2 separate regions of the Rattus norvegicus genome follow, and region 2 is linked to region 1. Evidence: chromatin contacts called from public Hi-C data. All regions are on one chromosome and are shown on one strand. The core of a region is the stretch at or near the end of the contact, and the rest is flanking DNA. Distances in the headings are between cores, read along the strand shown.

Region 1 (3,897 bases), core at 48-2,547:
GCTATTTCTTAGCCCCTGGCAGCCCCAGAGTGGCTGCTCTTCTTGGCAGGTCAAGAGCCACACCTGACCCAGTAGTTATAGCCTTACCACTTGAGGAAATGCCACAAAAGGAAATTTACCTTCAATGTGACAAGTGTTCTGTTTTTCAAGACCACTTATGATGCAGAACAGGTAAATCCATCCCCCATCTCCCATGAAGTTCACAGAGATCAGGGGTCAGACCACCCAAGTCTCTTTAGCATGCAGAGCCACAAAGCACCTAGAGTTACAGGGTCCAGTCAGTGGTAGTTTGGGTTGGACGGCACAAAAGGTCATCTATTGTGGGCAGAGTCAAGGTACTATTGCCTCTTTCCATCGCGGCCCAGAAACTGCCTCCAGCCCGCACCCCATCCTCTTCCTTGTACCCCATCGTCCACTGAACCCAGTTATCCCCAGCATCCCATAATCTCCCCATTGCATAATCTCCCTGTCCTTCATCCTCCCTGAACCCCATCCTCTATGCACCCGATCCTTCCTCCCGCACCCCATTCCCCTTCCTGTGCTCTTTCTGTCCTTACACCCCATCCCCTTTTCCTGTACCCTACATGCTACTGCTGTACCCCAATCTCCCCACAGAACTGCATCCTCTGCACCGCACCCCATTTACCCTTCCTGGTTGAAGCCTAGAGCCTCAAATCACCCAAGGGCAACTGGGGTTCATTTCTAGTTCCTAAGCGCCCTGGCTGTTTGTCCCCTAGGGGGCAGCACACTCCACACAAAGTGGCTCAGCCTGAGACACTCTCCTTTCCCAGGGTACCAGCCCTGAACCTGAACAGAAAGGTCAGGTCATCTCCTGGTTGGCCCATTCCTGCTTTCCTTGTGGTTCCTGTCGAGCAGCCATTACCTGGATCCACCCATAAACACGCGCGCGCGCGCGCGCGCGCGCGCACACACACACACACACACACACACACACACACACACACACACACACGAGCACCAGCTCCCACATCCCCCACCCCTCAGTGCCAGTCCCTGCCTCTGCCTCTTCACCCCCACCCGTGTTCTTTGGCTACAGTTGTAGGAAAGGACAGCCCTGGGCTCCCTGCCACAGCGCCAGTTTTGGTTTCTGTGGTGTCCTGTAAAGGACACCTTGGCACACTGGGTGGGTGACAAGGGAGCGCACATGACTTCCCAGGGTGATCCCCGGGCTTGAGCTGCTGACAAGAACTACTTGCATGTGTCTATATTAGGGGCTCCTGTGTCCTGGGTCTGATGCCTTGGTGTGGCCCTGACGCGAGCAGTTAATGACGCTCTCTCTGTGACTCACCCGCGTCCACAGAGAGCAACCAGGATGCCAGGCATGCCAACGGCTCAATGGAGCACTTGGCACCCACGTGAGCCCGCGGCTGCCAGCAGCATGTGACCGAAGGCTCAGCAGCCTGGGAGCCTCCGGTGCCTCTTCTCCCAGCTGCTCCTTGGAGGTCTGTGGGCGGGTCCTGCAGAAGTGATTCCCATCGCAGGGCGTAGAGGACCTCAAAGAGGGGCATGTGAGCGGAATCTCTGGGAAGCCGGACAGAGTGAGGCTTGGCCTCTGGCCGCTTCCCACCTCCCTGCTGAGTGTCCAGTTCTTTTTTTTTTGTTGTTGTTCTTTTTTTCGGAGCTGGGGACCGAACCCAGGGCCTTGTGCTTGCTAGGCAAGCGCTCTACCATTGAGCTAAATCCCCAACCCCGAGTGTCCAGTTCTGATCTCACTGCGCTCACCCAGAAAGTGAAGGTTATATATTCACCGTCTCAGAGTCCTCAGGGCTCAGAACCACCGGAGTCTCTTCCCTTCTAGTTCTGCATGTTGATGTGTGCAGGCTGAGTGATCCCGCAGCTCGTAGGAAGGTCTCTCCTGCTTCTAGCAGTTTTGGATCCAGTTGTGGCACTCCAGTCCTAGCCCCGTGATCCATGTTACTCTTTCCGTTTGTGTGCCCACACCACCCTCTCTTTACATGGATCCTGGCTCTGGCTAGGCCCTCAAAATCTTGTCTTGTTCTAAGTTGTCATAGCTGCAGAAACGGGAGTCCCTGTGAGGAGCCGGCTAAGCTGCTGTCCATAGGCTTCTGGGGTAGGACTTGAACACGCCATTTTGGTGGTGTAATTCACCTAGCAGGGCTTCCTTTGTGAGGCTGAGAGGTTTTTGTGCTCCCGAAGTCTGTTACTAAATACCGTTCAATTTTCTCTGAGTAAACGATAGCTGTGAAGACGTAAACCTCAGGCTGAGCTATCCTCCCACCATCCACTGCTGGTCCCAAGCTCATTGGAAGTGCAGTCCGGGGGGAGTCCTTGCCTCTGCTCCATCTGCTGCTCAGGCCCGTGAGCCCTACCTTAAGATCAACTCAGACTCAAGCCCACAGACTCGGTATTTCTTCTAGATTATAGCAAGACTCTGAAGATGGGTTTGGGTAGGACGCACCATTCTCTCGCAGACTGGTTGTTCTACTGTTGGTTCTGTAGTTCCACCAGGAAGCTCTCTCTCCTCTTGTCAAATCTTTCCTGGTTCCTGGGCCTAGACCTGGCCTAACCTCGGAGGCCTTCTGGCTGGCCTATGGCCTTCAAGTCTCAAGGATGAGGTCAGCAACCCCATTAGGCTCCTTGGACTGAAATGTAAAAGCCAGCCCCCCAGCATCAGCATGTGCTTTTGGGGTACACTCTTTCACTGCTCATGCTGAAGGGCTCTCCCAAACACAAAAGAGAACCCAGAAAAATCCCAGCTCTACCTGCAGTTAGACCCCTGGAGCTCACCCTGCCACAGCCTGGGGGCCGTGAGCAAAACTGCCACCTGTCCCCTCCAGCCTTCACTTCTCTCCCCTGAATAATCACTTCACAGGGAGTGTGGCATCGTCACTGCCTTCATCTGTGGGCCCTGTTGCTTCTGGGAATACTTGTGAGGAGAGGAGAAGGGTCCCCAAACCTTGTGACAAAGCAGTAAGTCCTTGACTGATGAAAACATGAAATGCCAATTCTTAGTGCCCCATGTCACCTCTGTGCATGGGGAAGGAAAGAGAGGAGCTAACAGGGAATTGATAAACTGTCCCAGAAGTTTAAAGCAGCTCCTAAGACAGAGTGAGTCAAGAATCCCAGCTCTGTCACCCACCACCCTCACCACATTAGCAAACAGGCTCTCCCTGCCATAGACCTGCCATCTGTCCCCTTGAACCTGAGGAGGACCTGTCTTCTGTATCGGCATCCAGCTCAGTACCCACCACAGGTCCTCACAGACTCTCGCCATGCTGCTCAACACACAGCAAGGTAAGAATCCTGGCTGCTCCTTACTGGGCCCTACACATCCACAGCCTTGCAGAATGCAAGACCGTGCGGACAAGCAGCAGAAAGGCCTGGGTTCCTGGGACTTTTTCAAAGCCCTCAGAGAAGCCACCAAAGCTGGTTTCGAACCTCATTCCTACACCTCTGAACTATGGTCATGACCATGAGGCTCCAGCTCGTGAGAAAAACTCCTGGAGTGAGAGCCTACTGTTAGCTAACAAGACTTGTTCCAAGACTCGCTTGTTCTGGAGAAACAGTTGACATGTCTATTTTCCAGGATAAAGGAGACCCCATGTGCCACAGTCCCTGGAGATTTGTGCAGCTGTGTGACATACTGGATATACTACTTGCTAAATGAAGAGACCAAGTACAGAACCTCAAGGACTGAAAGGTTAGGTCTTAAAAAAGGAGCAGAGAGTGTCCCCAAGCTGAATATGGGCCTTGAGCTCAGATGACTCATACCTCTGCCTCTTATGTCACATGAGGGAGACTCTTCTACACACGGTTACTTTGCACCAGTTACTGCCAGCCACTCTTGGCTGGTGTCCTGAGAATAAATGCCACACAGGCTGTGTCTTGAGGAGAGTGGATGGTATTCTGTATCCT
Region 2 (3,930 bases), core at 1,344-3,843, 550 kb after region 1:
TCCTTTCTATATACATATGTAGTCATTCTATATAATTATATATATCCATTCTATAATAATTCTCTCTATGTACATATATATTCATTCTATAATCTCTCTATATACATATATATTTATTCTATAATCTCTACGTATAGTATAATATATATGTATATATGTAGAGAGAGGGGGAGAGAAAAGAGAGAGAGAGCACATTGTCAAAATTTGAAAGCTCCCTTCTTCTGTTTATACACTTTTCTTTATATACCAGAAAGTATGCCCTTGATTAAACTTATATCTTCCCACCTCAAAAAAAGAACTGGATTAAAAGTGGGTCCTCTTACTTGGAAAGATTTAATTAAGGAAAAAACTCTGTCATAAACATAGCCAGACACTTGTGTTTCAGTTAATTCCAGATGTAGTCAATTGCCAACCAAGAAGAACCAGCACAAATTCACCCCTGTCAGACTGACACACAATCATACCTTTATGTCATGCTTAATTTCCCAATGAAAGGAGGATCAAGTCATAATGACTTGATGTGCGTATCCCTCATACAAATGCCTTAAAGATCTTAGAATAGGTGACAATGTCCCCTGAGGAACATTCTCTCAGTATCTCAAAAGTTAAATATGATAGCTACTGAACAGTTACATAACATGATAAATCAAAGGAGGAAAACACAGATATCTGTGCAAACACATTCTTATCAAAATATGACCGAAACTCTCAGGTGAGTTATAATCTTTGTGCAACGAGTCATGTGGCAGATGGGGCCAGTTATCTATGACAGTAAGGCTGTGCTCTGGAGCCAGTTCACTTGGTACACACTGCTGGCATGACACTCCGTGGTTTGGGCAGGTTTTATCGTGAATGTGTGTGAGAGAGAATCCAGAGGCATCTTGAGGAGTCCAGAGCACAGAGAGCAAGAAGTAGACTAAACATGGTCAGGGGTCAGCAGACTTGAAATGGCCAGGGCTATCTGTGAGAGTGGGGAGAGCAGCAGGAGATGGAGGAAAGAGAGAGCATAGAGAGAGTCACAAGGGTTACTTGGAGGGTGAGGAGCTGAGAGTAGGGAAGGGCCAGGAGCTGGAGGGAGTTTAGTGTAGAGGAAGAAGGACTAGGATGCTAGCGTAGACTTTGAAATGCAGATAGATGCCACAGGTATATGATATTTGGAGAGCCATATGTTCCTTTTGTTGAAGGGACTTTTGTTCTTTCTGGCATGTTCTTTCTTTAATTGGCATTAAAACATACTTCTTCAGGATTCTAGAGTATACTGAAGACCAGCTGAGACATCCAGCCTGGTAGACTGAACATCTATTATGTCTGTCTGTCTGTCTGTCTGTCTGACATCCATCCATCTGTCCGTCCATCCATCTGTCCATCCATCTGTCCATCCGTCTGTCTGTCTGCCCGTCTATCTATCTATCTATCTATCTATCTATCTATCTATCTATCTATCTGTATATGTATACTTTCAGTAGGTGGGAACCAGCTTCACAAGTTCCTAAGAAATACTGGCTTTTATCTAACTACCATAAATCTGTCTATGGTCCAGATTGAGCTCATTTCTAGACATATTGGTGGCCTTTTGGAGTTTAGAGAATTGAGATTCCTTTTGGACATGACATTACAGCCTTTGTTGATAGTAAGTGGCAATGAGAACTTCTGACTGCTTCAGTGCCACGTTGGTCTTCCTGGATTTGTTATATCAGCAGTTGTAACCACCTCTCCCACCTTCTGGCGTGGGATAGCACAGTACCGAGGATGTGGCCATGGCGCTCACACACATTTTTTTTTCTCTCCCCATACAGAAACACAAGCTGAATTCATCTCTTCATTAGAAGTTAGCCTCAGGTATTTAGAAAATTGGGCCAGACTGAAGCTTACCTTTCCTGGCCTTCTGGCTTGTGGCATGAACTCTGTGTCTTTAACTGTATTTCCAGACACTCTGATTCTATGAAAGTAAATACGTTTCAGTAGCTACTGTAATTATTATGTCCACGTACACTCATCTATTCCAAACACAGCTGTATGCCTCATTCCCTTCATGACTACTGTGACCAGTGTGTTTTGTAAAGAGCATGGATGTTTGTGTGCATGAAGGTACTTGCTCAGGGTCATCTGTCTAGGACGTGGTTTGATGTGTGTAAATTTAGGGTTTCTGACTCCGACTACATTCTGACTCTTAGCATTGTGACTGGTCCCTCAGTCCGTAGTCAGCATCATGATGCTGAGAAAGTGGCCTAGGAGTCATTTAACGTAGAGAGACAATACTCTCCTTTTGGGGAAGTGAGGCAATGCAAACAGGGTTTCTGTGGAGGATGACTTTAAATGGACCTACGCAAGCCTGGTCAGGTGCTACACGCCTCGCACATTCCACAGAGTCCGATTACACAACCTGCTTTGACTTTCTCCTCTGAGTAATTTCAACCATCTGTGCTCACATGTCCTGCTGAGGGGTTAGGTGCAAGCCTGGATGTTTAGTTTCATGATAGACCGGGATTCCTTCCTGTGTGGAAACGGGCAGGCCAGGCCAGGCTAACCCCATACAAGGCCTTGGGCTGCTGGCACTTCTATTGTGTTGATATTCTATTTACAGGGAGCCTGGGCCTTACATAACCTGTATCTGCCAGTGGTGATGATGGCTTTCCTTATATAGCTCATGACCCAGCCCTGTAGTGAGCAATGCTACATGCATTTTCTCTCTGAATTTGAAAACCTTGAATATGCTCCCTGATGCAATCCCATAGATTTTGTTTTGCTGTCTGACCTGAAAACCCAAATAGCTGGAAATGACTCTGATTTTTTTTCTGTTTGCCTTAGCACATCCAAGTAGGGATCACCACCCAGTCCATGGTCCCCTGGAAACAAGTACCACCTCTTCCCAACTGCCAGACACACAATCAACAGCAGAAAGTGAAGCTCACACAAATTTACAAATTAACAAACACAAAAACCTCATGAAAACTATAGTCACATGGGCTCTCTTTCGTCAGAATGTCTTTGTTTTAATTCCTAAGTTAAAAGTACCGAGGCCAAAAAGTTATTGTAAAGAAATTTAGTAAGTGTAGTTTTGATGCAAACACGTTTTAATTCTCTCCAGCATCCGTAGTGTCCTGCCAGGAATTCCACTCAGGAACAAAGAAAAGCCTGAGCTTCGTTCACATCTGAAATGCAGTTAAAGCACACCACCCTTTGTGGGCAGTGTTTGCTTTTCATGTTAATAAAAGAATTTACATTTTAGTAATTTTCTATGTAAAAAATACGTATAGCTAGAAGAGAAATGGGGGCTGGGTGCTTTTGAGGCTGTTGCAATGGTCGCTCTTATGCTTAAATGCAATACCCACGTGTCCCTCCATAGAAAGTGCCTAGGATGGTTCCCTTTGCAAACCAAGTTCTGTGTATTTTTGCCTTCCTGAAGCAATGAGGTTGAAGGTTGCCGTGGTTCTGACAGGGCTCCTTCTCTTGATCCCCCCATATTTGGGATTCTTCCCTATAGGATCCCACATGTTTCTTTGGAATGATTGACTTACATAGACATGGAAGAGAAAGCACAGGGTATTCCCATTTGGGGTGTTTCCAAAACCTTCCTAACACAGTCGGCCCACCTTGCTGTCTTGTGCCTCTCGGCTCTGTTACAAAACATGTGTGTCCCACACTTGATAAAGACTGCTGAACTCAGGCTCCTTGTGAACTATTGAAGGTGGCAGTTTTTTTTTTAAAAGATTTATTTATTATATATAAGTACACTGTAGCTGTCTTCAGACACACCAGAAGAGGGCATCAGACCTGATTACAGATGGTTGTGAGCCACCATGTGGTTGCTGGGATTTGAACTCAGGACCTCTGGGAGAGCAGTCAGTGCTCTTAACCACTGAGCCATCTCTCCAGCCCCGAAAGTTGGAGTTTTACTTGGAAAATAATGCCTGGATTGACTCAAGGAAC

What was found. A called contact is a pair of places that touch in the nucleus more often than the background predicts.
Region 2: a Hi-C map of the A7r5 cell line shows a contact between it and region 1, with 5 times the contacts expected there. The contact joins two enhancer-like sites.

Annotation. Positions count from the first base shown.
Region 1 is chr16:85,021,049-85,024,945 of GRCr8, forward strand. No RefSeq gene overlaps it. Among named protein-coding and RNA genes, the nearest start is that of Col4a1, 140 kb to the left of the region's middle. Within about 2 kb of position 1,298, at least 40 of the 93 cell types and tissues checked have an H3K27ac peak or open chromatin away from gene starts, as enhancers often do. A contact at or near this core is called in the A7r5 cell line, where this site is marked.
Region 2 is chr16:85,567,293-85,571,222 of GRCr8, forward strand. No RefSeq gene overlaps it. Among named protein-coding and RNA genes, the nearest start is that of Irs2, 380 kb to the left of the region's middle. Within about 2 kb of position 2,594, at least 16 of the 93 cell types and tissues checked have an H3K27ac peak or open chromatin away from gene starts, as enhancers often do. A contact at or near this core is called in the A7r5 cell line, where this site is marked.